Linked DNA regions of Mus musculus: region 1 is linked to region 2. Evidence: chromatin contacts called from public Hi-C data. All regions are on one chromosome and are shown on one strand. Each heading gives the region's core, a stretch centred on a gene start, on an enhancer-like site or on the middle of the called end of the contact. The rest is flanking DNA. Distances are from core to core; before and after follow the strand shown.

What was found. Hi-C and Micro-C count contacts between places; a contact is called where the count stands out from the background.
Region 1: a contact with region 2 is called in a Hi-C map of the G1E-ER4 cell line, with 3 times the contacts expected there. The contact joins two enhancer-like sites. A contact is called at or near these places in 14 of 39 promoter capture datasets (the 3T3-L1 cell line, the C10 cell line, the HPC-7 cell line and 10 more), 3 of 15 datasets of contacts at CTCF or cohesin (the G1E-ER4 cell line, pro-B cells and stem cell-derived epiblast-like cells), 55 of 484 Hi-C or Micro-C datasets (B cells, CD4 T cells, CD4 single positive thymocytes and 32 more), 20 of 115 datasets of contacts at active chromatin or transcription factors (the HL-1 cell line, the HPC-7 cell line, PVALB interneurons and 12 more) and 3 of 9 other capture datasets (adipose tissue, liver and pancreatic islet).

What each region holds. Positions count from the first base shown.
Region 1 is chr2:155,627,041-155,631,597 of GRCm38.p6, reverse strand. Myh7b (myosin, heavy chain 7B, cardiac muscle, beta) reads right to left here. Exons shown (of 42, transcript NM_001085378.2): 25 at 3,784-4,026; 26 at 2,929-3,105; 27 at 2,699-2,844; 28 at 2,389-2,479; 29 at 1,918-2,307; 30 at 1,214-1,340; 31 at 1,005-1,123; 32 at 721-917; 33 at 238-587; 34 at 1-119. Among named protein-coding and RNA genes, the nearest start is that of Mir499, 6.4 kb to the right of the region's middle. Within about 2 kb of position 2,252, at least 91 of the 459 cell types and tissues checked have an H3K27ac peak or open chromatin away from gene starts, as enhancers often do. A contact at or near this core is called in the G1E-ER4 cell line, where this site is marked.
Region 2 is chr2:155,488,944-155,493,672 of GRCm38.p6, reverse strand. Ggt7 (gamma-glutamyltransferase 7) reads left to right here. Exons shown (of 15, transcript NM_144786.2): 14 at 1-64; 15 at 2,557-3,293. The coding sequence ends at 2,720. Among named protein-coding and RNA genes, the nearest start is that of Ggt7, 24 kb to the left of the region's middle. Within about 2 kb of position 2,037, at least 2 of the 459 cell types and tissues checked have an H3K27ac peak or open chromatin away from gene starts, as enhancers often do. A contact at or near this core is called in the G1E-ER4 cell line, where this site is marked.

The sequences.
Region 1 (4,557 bases), core at 1,003-3,502, 140 kb before region 2:
CTCCTCCAGTGCAGCTTGCAGCTCACTCTTCTCCCCTTCCAGCGCCTTCTTGGCCTTCTCCAGTTCCTGGATGCTCTTCCCGCTGAGGCTGACCTGGTCTGTAAGGTCACTGATCTCCTCTGCAGGGTGAACAGAGCACTGAGGACTCGCCCCCCACCTCTGCTCTGAGCCAGCTCCCTTCCTTCACCCCAAGTCCAGGGTGATCGAGCCTTCAGTGCTCTGGGCCAACGGCCCTACCCTGCAGATTCTTGTTCTCCCGCTTGAGTGTCTCCAGAGCCTCAAGCGCTTCCTCGTGGCTATGTCGCAGTCGAAAGAGCTCTGTCCCCAGACCTCGAGCCTCCCTCTGTGCCGCCTCGAGTTCCCGCTGCATCTCCTCCTCCTGCCGCCTCCGCTCCTCCAGCGCCCGCTCCAAGTGCCGCTGCTTCTTATCCAGGGCTGCGGCGGCCGAGGTGGCCCGCTCCAGCTCCAAGGTCACATCCTCCGACTCTGTCTGCAGCCGCAGCTTGGCCTTCTCCAGTGAGGAGCATTTGGCATTTGCGGCCTCTACGCCTTCTTCTGCCTCTTGCAGCCGCAGGGCCAGCTTCTTCCTGGACCGCAGACCAGGCAGGGTGGCTTATGTACCAAAGGAGCCTGGGGAAAGGACGCCAGAATCCCCACCACCACACAGGGGGCACAGGCCAGAGTCCCCCTTGGATCGTGGTCTAGGTGCCAGCTACTCACTTGGCCTCCTCCAGCTCCTCCGTCCTTTGGATGGCATCTGCTTCATACTTGCTCCGCCACTGGGCCACCTCCGCGTTGGCTTTGGACAGCAGCCGCTGCAGCTCAGCCTGAGCCTCAGACTCTTCCTCGTGCTGCTCTCGGAGGAGGTCGCAGTCGTGCCGCAGGGCCTGCACTGCATGAGCCAGCGCACCCTTGGCCTGCAGGGACAGCAGTGGCCTCGCCATCAATCCAAGCTAATGGCCCCAGCGCCCACCTCCGCCCCACGGTTGCCAATTCCTGCCCACCTTGCTTTCTTCCTCCAGCTGCCGCCGAAGTTCCTCCAGACTCTGCGCTGCTGAGGTCTTCCCGCGGCTCAGCTGGCTGATCATGGACTCCTTCTCCTCCAGCAGGCGGCCCAGCTCCCCTGCAGGCGAAGGGGCCAGCAGGCCCACAGTCGGTCGAGGCGCAGCACCTAACCCCTACCTGGCATAGCTCAGCGAAACCCGGGCCTCACCATTCTCCGTTTGTAACCGCCCCCGCTGGGTGCTGGCGTCGGCCAGCTGTCGCTGCAGCTCCTCCACTTTGATTTTGGCCTCGCTCAGCTGGTCCTCATAGGTCCGACACAGCTTTTCCGCACTGGCCTGGAACCCAGAGTCAGAGATCGAGACAAGTTTGTGCATCCAAGGGGGATCCAGGGGCTGCCAGGCAAGAGACTGGGACTGGGACCTAGAACACTAGGTATGAGACCAGACTCGAGTTCCAGGTTCAGGGTCTGGGTTCCTACTGTGGGCACAAATTGGGAGTCTCGGGACCCATCCCAGGGTCAGTGAGTCAGTATTAGGAACTAGATCTGGGAACAGGTGTCAGGATTTTGGGGTGGGGGTGGGGGCGTCCAAAATTGGGACAAGAAGAGTGTTAGGGCAGGTGCTAAGTCTGAATTCAGGAGTCAAGAGCTGGGGTCACACTCCTGTTGGAAGGGCTGAGGTTTGGGTGGGAACCAGAGCAACCCAAGCCAAGGAATGAAAGTGAGCACTCGGGGTTAGAGGTCAGGACTGCTGCGGAGCTGGGGGTTAGACATCAGGTTAAACATCCAGGGGTCAGGAGGTCATTGCGGCGGAGTATTGTCATGAAGTGACCAGAGCATTGGGGAAGGGGGGTCGGGGGGGGATAGGGTCAGTGTAGAGTCAAAACTGATTTCGAGGCGGGAAGGAGGCAGACCTTGCCACGGGCCAGAGTTTCCACGCTGGCGCCCAGATCGTCCACCTCCATGCGCAGCTCGCTCTTCTCCTTTTCCAGTTTCTGCCGGATGCGCTGCAGGCTGTCCACCTGCTCGCTCAGCTCTGCAGCGCTATCGGCCTGCTTGCGGCGCAGGGCAGCCACAGTGGCCTCGTGCCTCAGAACTGCCTCCTCCAGCTCCCGCCGCAGCCGGCCCAACTCAGCCTCACGCTTGCGGCAACCCTCACGCTGCCCCGCGGAAGCTCCGCCAGCCTCCTCCAGCCTCTCGCTCAGCTCCTCCAGCTCCCGCGCTGCCTCGGCTCGCTGCTTTTCCACGCGGGCGCGGGCTGCTCGCTCCGCCTCCAGCTCCTCCTCCAGCTCCTCGGCCCTAGCCTAAGGAGATGGTACCGACTCCATGAGCCCCTGAACCAGGCCTGGTCCACCCAGGGCATCCCCCACGGCCACAATGCCCACCTGCAGCTCCTTGATCTTCTTCTGCAGCTGCACCCCCACGAGCTGCTCATCCTCCACCCGCAGGTTCAGCTGACTCAGCTCCGAATCCTTCCTGGGAGTGCATGGCGGGGTGAGCCAGCCCTGGCCCTACCTGCTATCCACCTGTCTGCCCCTGTGAGGTCCTAAGGAGCCTCGATCCTGCGCCTCTGCTGTACATAGCTCTGATCCAGAGAGGGCAGGACGTGACCTCCGCCCTGGTATCCTCCCCACAGCAACGGGGCTGAGAAGGAGGGCCCATCAGGCCCAGAGACCCTGCCTACCCCACACCTACTTCTTCAACTTCTCCTCCAACTGCTGCTTGTCTTGTGTTGTGTCTGTCACCGTCTCCTGCGTCAGCTTCAAGTCTCCTTCAAGTTTGCGCTTGGCGCGTTCTGTGTCCATGCGCAGCTTCTTCTCTTGCTCCAGGGAGCACTCCAGCTGTGGGGTAGAGTAGGGCTCAGCTTCCAGCAAGCCAGTGTAACTGTCGCCGCCCTGAGGGTCCCCCAAGGGACTCCAACTCACATCCTCCACTTGCTGTTCCAACCGGATCTTGGCCTTGGCCAGTGCGCTCACACGGTCCTCCTCAGCCTGCAGGTCACCCAGAGCCTGCTGGTGAGCCTCCTGCAATGCCTTCTTCTCCTTAGTCAGGCGGACCACGGCTTCATCCAGTGCCGCCATCTCTTCTGTCAGGTTCTTCACCTGTGTCAAGGCCCGATTTCACTGTGAGGACAGTGCTCCCCCTAGGCTGGTCTGAGCAGCCACCCCTTCCAGCTACAGGATGCAGGCAGGCCGCTATACTGAGCCTCCACCATTCCTGCCTACAGGTTTGACCTCCTCCTTGAGCTGGGTAAAGGTTCATACCCAAGCATACATAGCTCAGAGTAAAAGACTAGTGGGTGGCAGCCATTTACAATAGCAACAGGTATTCTGAGAGCTGTGTCCTAGCCGCGGCCTTATATTTGGCACCCATAAGAACCTAAACAGCCTCGTTTCCTCTTCTGTGTAAAAGTCAATACTCACAACGCTGGCAACCACGGCTCTCGGTGATAGGATTCTCAGTTCGGGCAAGCTGCCCTCCCCCCAACAAGCTTTTCAATCCAGGACCGATGATCATTGCAAGCCTTTACTAAGCACCTTCTGTGTGCAAGGTCCTGTAGTATGTGCTTAGCAAAGGCTACTTACATCCAAATCCTTAGTCACCCTAATAATGTAAGTGCTGGTACCCCCACTTGACGGACCAGAAAACGGAGGTTCTTAAGAGGCTCTGTGGCCTGACTCGGGCTACATGGCAGGTACCCATGCAGAGCGGGGTTTTAGGGAGGAACCCTGCAGTTGCCTAACACCAAAACTGGCCCCCAGCTCAGGCCCTTCCCACACCTTGTTCTCTGTGGCTTGTTTCTCTTTCTCGGCCTTGGCCAGCGTCAGCTCCAGGTCATCGATGTCTTTCTTGAGCTCCGTGCACTCGTCCTCCAGCTTGCGCCTGCGGGCGGCCAGGTCCGCGTTCACTTCCTCCTCGTCCTCCAGCCGCTCGCTCAGCTCCTTCACCTTCGCCTCCAGCTGCACCTTGGACTTGATCAGCAAGTGGCAGCGCTCCTCTGCATCTGCGAGGTTGTCCTGCTCCTGAAAGGATGCGGTGGGGAGACAGTTAAAGAGCGGTCGGCAGGAGGCCAGGGCCAGCCCTGGGGAAGAAAGGCCATTTGACCATGCAAAGGCAACTCCAGTGAGGCACATGCTGGCAATTCAACTCGATAGACGAGGAGCTGGCGCACCTACACTCTGCTGGGCTCTGGGGACTGTTGCAGGGGACACAGAGACAGAAATGGCACTGTGAAAAATTAACATTAGCCACAACATATGTGACCTAGGAGACCTAGGCAGAGCTCTAGGAGAAAAGCCCCACTGCACTTGCTTGCTAAGGAGCTGCAACCATCTGAGAGGTGGTATGGTTGGGTGCAAGGCCAGCGCTGCCCACCAGGGGGCAGCACCAAAGGCCATTTCAGGAGGAGGCAGAGTTTCCTCACTGCCTGCTGCTTAAGCCCTCATGCTGGATGCGGAGTTTTCTAACCATCATCTCCAGCCTCAGCCTGGGGCTGGCATCCAAGTGTCATTCAAAGCCTATACTGGGTAGGAGCTGGGGAGACAGCTCAGTGG
Region 2 (4,729 bases), core at 788-3,287:
AGTGACAGCCTGGCCCGAGGACGCCTCCACCCAGACCTGCAGTCCAACCTCCTGCAGGTTGACAGTGAGTGCAGAACAGGCTCCCATAGGATGGGCACAGGGATGGATGGAGAAGGGCTCTTCCCAAGGTTTTCCTGCCCTGACCAGCATTAGCTTCCTTCTTGATAAGGTTTTGGTAGGGTCAGTGTAAGATCTGGGGATTGGAACTGTCTTGGCATTCCCTGACCTTCTAGTGTTAGGAAATCCATGTCTCAACCCTCAAGGCTTCGTTTTCTCCTTTATAAAATGAGATACAGCTATCTTTTTGGCAAACTTCCATTCATCAGTCTATGATGAACACCTACTATGTGCCAAGCATCATTCCAGCTGTGGGGGTATACTACACTTCTAGGCAGTCAGGAAAAATACTCAGAGACATAAAAGACAGAGAAAGAAAATTTTGACCACAGCATCAGAGCAGGATGCTGTAATGGAACCTACAGGGGCAGGAAGCTTCTCTTTGGTGACATTGAAGCTGAGATCTGAAGAGTGACAAAGCACTGCGCGCACCACCCCCCCCTGCACACCCCCCACAACGAAACTGGGGCAGAGCTTTGTAGACTAAGAGAACAGGTACCAAGAACTTGGAGCAAGTTCAGTTTCATGTTTTTGAGAAATAAAAAGAGGCCAGGGTGGGTGAGGAGACATTGAGATTAGAAAGGAGAGCAGGGACAGGATCATGGACCTCAGGGCTTGATGGTGAGGAGGCAGAGTTTTCCCTAACAACAAAGCTTCATTTTGAAGATGAAGACACTCATGGCTTCACAGTGGAGGTGGTGACTGGATGGGCCTTGAATTAGGAGTGGGTATTTGGCATGTAGTGATAGCAGACTTTCTGGGCAGGAGGGACAATCTGTGAAAGACCCAGAAAGAATGGCATTGGAGACCAGCTGTTTCCTGAGGTTACCTGGCACCTTTGTGACTTTATGCCACCACTCCATCACTCTGTATATCTACAGATACACTTCTTCCTGAACCAACCACAGTCTCACAAATATAAATTTAATTTTTACAGTGTACTGGCCTTCTATAAACACCGGGAAGCAATCACAAATAAGGCAGCCTGACATTTAAAGACCTTAAATTAAGGAGAGATACAGTCCATCAATAGAAACAGTAGTGAATTATTTGGGGGCGGGGTAGGGGAAAGCAGGGTTTGCTGGTGCATGTCTTTAATCCCAGCACTCAAGAGGTAGAAGCAGGCACATCTCTGTGAGTTCATGTCCAGCCTGGTCTACAGAGAACTTCCAGGCCACAATGAGACACTCTCTCAAACAAACAAAACAGAACAGAACAAACAGAATAGAATAGCAGGATATGACTAGGAATGAAGTCAGTTGGTAGGTGCTTGCTCAGAACGAGGCACTAGGTTCTACCCAAGTACAATAAAAACTTGACCTAGTGGTGCTTGCCCTTGGACAGTGGAGGTAGGAGGACCAGAAGTTCAAGGTCATCTTTGGCTACCTAGGGACATAGTGAGTCTGAGGTCAGCCATGGCTACATAAGACTCCCATTTCAAAAAGAAGAGAAAGGGGAAAGAAAGCAGGATAATCCTGACAGAGACTGATATTCTAGATGTTGGGGAAAGTCTCAAAGATGTGCCTTTGACCAAGAACAGGAATGACGTAAAGGAGCCAACTGTGTGACCATCAAGGGGAAAGCATTCTAAACTGAAACAATATTGGGTACAAAGGCCTGTCCTGGAGAGACAGTAAGGTTGCCAGTGTGGCTGGAGAGACAGAGAGGATTCCAGTAAGGCCAGAACAGTTAAGCAAAGTGGAGACCAGAAGGAACTCAGGAGAAGACTTTAGAAAGGGACTGGCGGGCCCTAGAGGCTTAGGTGGGCCCTAGGGGCTTAGGTGGACGTTGACTTTTATTTTACGACCTGTCAGAGCTGTTGGAGGGTTTTGAGTGGGAGAAGAGCCCCTTTGGCTCCTGTGTAGAGCTAAAAAGAAGGCAGGGCTGGGTGAGCATTAAGTAGGCCATGCAGTAATCCTCATGGGTAATGATGACCACTTAGCAATAGCGCCCAGGCCTCCTGCCATTTTAAGAATGCCTGCTTAGGCTGAGCGGTGGTGGTGCATGCCTTTAATCCCAGCACTTAGGAGGCAGAGGCAGGAGGATCTCTGTGAGTTTGAGGCCAAACTGATCTACAGAGTGAGTTCCAGGACAGCCAGGGCTACTTATAGAGAGACCCTGTCTCGAAAAACAAAAACACAAAACAAACCAAGAATGACTACTTATTGTTACCACTGACTGATTATAAGGCTCCAAGCTCAGTGCTTCCTATGCATTATCTCCTTTAAGCCCTTTATGGACATAAACAACTTTATATAGTAAGTTCTCTGCAATCCCCCCACTCTGTGCATGAGGACACTGAGGCTCAGGGAAGTAAAGCAATTTATGCAAAGTCATGCAGTTCCTGCTGTTGAAACAGCTAAGACCATTACTCAGATCTGATAGTAAGGTCCCTGAGTCAGCACTCTAACGCATGTATGCTGCGGGGATGGTTTGCAGGTGAGTTCACTGAGGAAGAGATTGAGTTCCTGGAAGCCAGGGGTCACCACGTGGAGAAGGTAGATGTCTTATCCTGGGTCCACGGCAGTCGGAGAACCAACACCTTCATCATCGGTGTGAAGGACCCTCGGAGCCCGGATGCAGCTGGAGCCACCATCCTGTAGAGCATTGGGCTGGGCGGGATCTCTGCTCCCCGCCTTTGCATGTTCCCAGAGTCCCTCTTTCTCCCAGGTTTGGTCTCAGGGGGACCCCATGGATGCCTCAGATTAGGGGCCAAAGGGGATGCTTAGCAAACCCTATCCCAGAGTAACTGGAAAATTCTCCAACTGGAGGCCTTTGGTGGGAATGATGACATCAGTGTCCATGACCAGGCAGGCAGGACCTTGAGGAGTCAGATTGTCTGTCTCCTCTCCTCTTTCAGCCATGCTATCCTTGAGCTTAGGGATGTGCTTGCAAACCCTTCTCAAGGGTCTCACTATCCCAACACCTTCAGACTGGTCTGACCTAGGCCTTGTCTTCCAGCTCCCTTTTCCTGTATCTGGCCCCATTTCTTAAGTGACTAGGATTTTTTAAAAAATTGGCCATTATGGGGAGAGGTAATCCTCGCCTTCCACCAGGTTGAGGCAGGGGCCTTGCATTTGAAGGTCCCCAGGCAGCCACACAGGGGTGGGGTGGGTATCAGCTCAGGGGCTTCCATTTGCAATGGGGAATTAAAGAAAGAATATTGCTTAACCCTGACTCTGGCTTGATTTCTGTTTAACTGATGTAATAATTGCTTTCTAATCGCCCTGATAGAATCCCTGGCAAGGTGTGACATAAGAGAGAAAAGATTTGCATTGGCTTGCAGTTTAAGAGGAGCTGGTCCATCAGGCAGGGGTGGCTTGGTGACAAAACAGCTCCTAGCTATGGCCGGGGAGCTTGCTCACACCAGGGCAGATCAGGAGGCAGAGACAACATCAGTAGTTAAACCTCAAGCCTTATTCTCCAGACAGCCTCTTCCCTCCCGCAGCTAGGCCTCACCTCCAGGGGTTCTATAAACTCCAAAAATGTCAAGATATGCCCAGCTAGAGACCAAGAATCCAACCATGGTGTTGGAAGTAGGAGGAAGAGACGATACGTTGGCTCACCCCATCTTAAAAGACTCCTGGACAACCTGGAATCAACTTTGTAGGGATTTTGTTGCCAAAACTATACTAGCAATTACAAATAATAACTCTTATTGTAGATACTATTAAGTGCACTTAAGGCTTAGCACTTGATGAAGATAATCTTCCCTAATCTTTGTCACAAAGCTCCTGAGACAGATGAATTATGGTGAAATATGGGCAAAAAGTTGTTTAAAGGACTTGTCCAAAGTTTCTTACCTGGTAAATAGAAGAACCTGGGTTCAGACTCAGGATGTCTGACTCTACAACTTGTGTTCTTCACCACTTTCACATCTATTGGGTGAGTTCTTTGGTAAGAATAATGGTTCACATGACAAGTACCTTTCATATGTAATGTTATTTGTACATGCTGTGTTATTTTCTACTATCGTGACAAAACACCATGGCTAAAACAGCTTAAAAAGAAAGACTTTAATTGGGCTCAAGGCTCCAGAGTGTTAGAGTCTTTGATGGTGATGTGCCAACTGAGGGCTGAAAGAGCAGCTGTGAGCTCACATCTTGATTTGCAGAGAGACAGAGAGAGTACTGGGAATGCAACCCCAGTGACACCATTCTTCCAACAAGGCTACCCTTAATCCTTCCCATTCAGTTCCACCAACTGGAGACTAACTATTCAAACATAGGAACCCATGGGGCCGTTCCCATTTAAACTACCATGTTTGTCTTACTATCCACTATATTTCAGGCATTAGACATCAGCCCTAAATATGACAAACATTAAACAAAGAGATGTGGAGGTGGCTTAGTGGTTAGCGCACCCCCCCACCCCCCCCAGCATGCACAGAGTCCCAGGTTCTATCCCCACCACCACAGAATATAAAACAAGCGAACAGGAACTTGTTACAGATGAGAAAGGTACAGTGTCATCACAATAAGCTCTGTAGTATGCCTCTTAGGTACGTTAAAGATGTAACAATTATTAAAATATCAGTTACCTCAGAGATATGTAGTATAGTTTATCTACCCTCCTAAAGAACCCACTCTCCAAGAATTGTACTGTCAGCAAG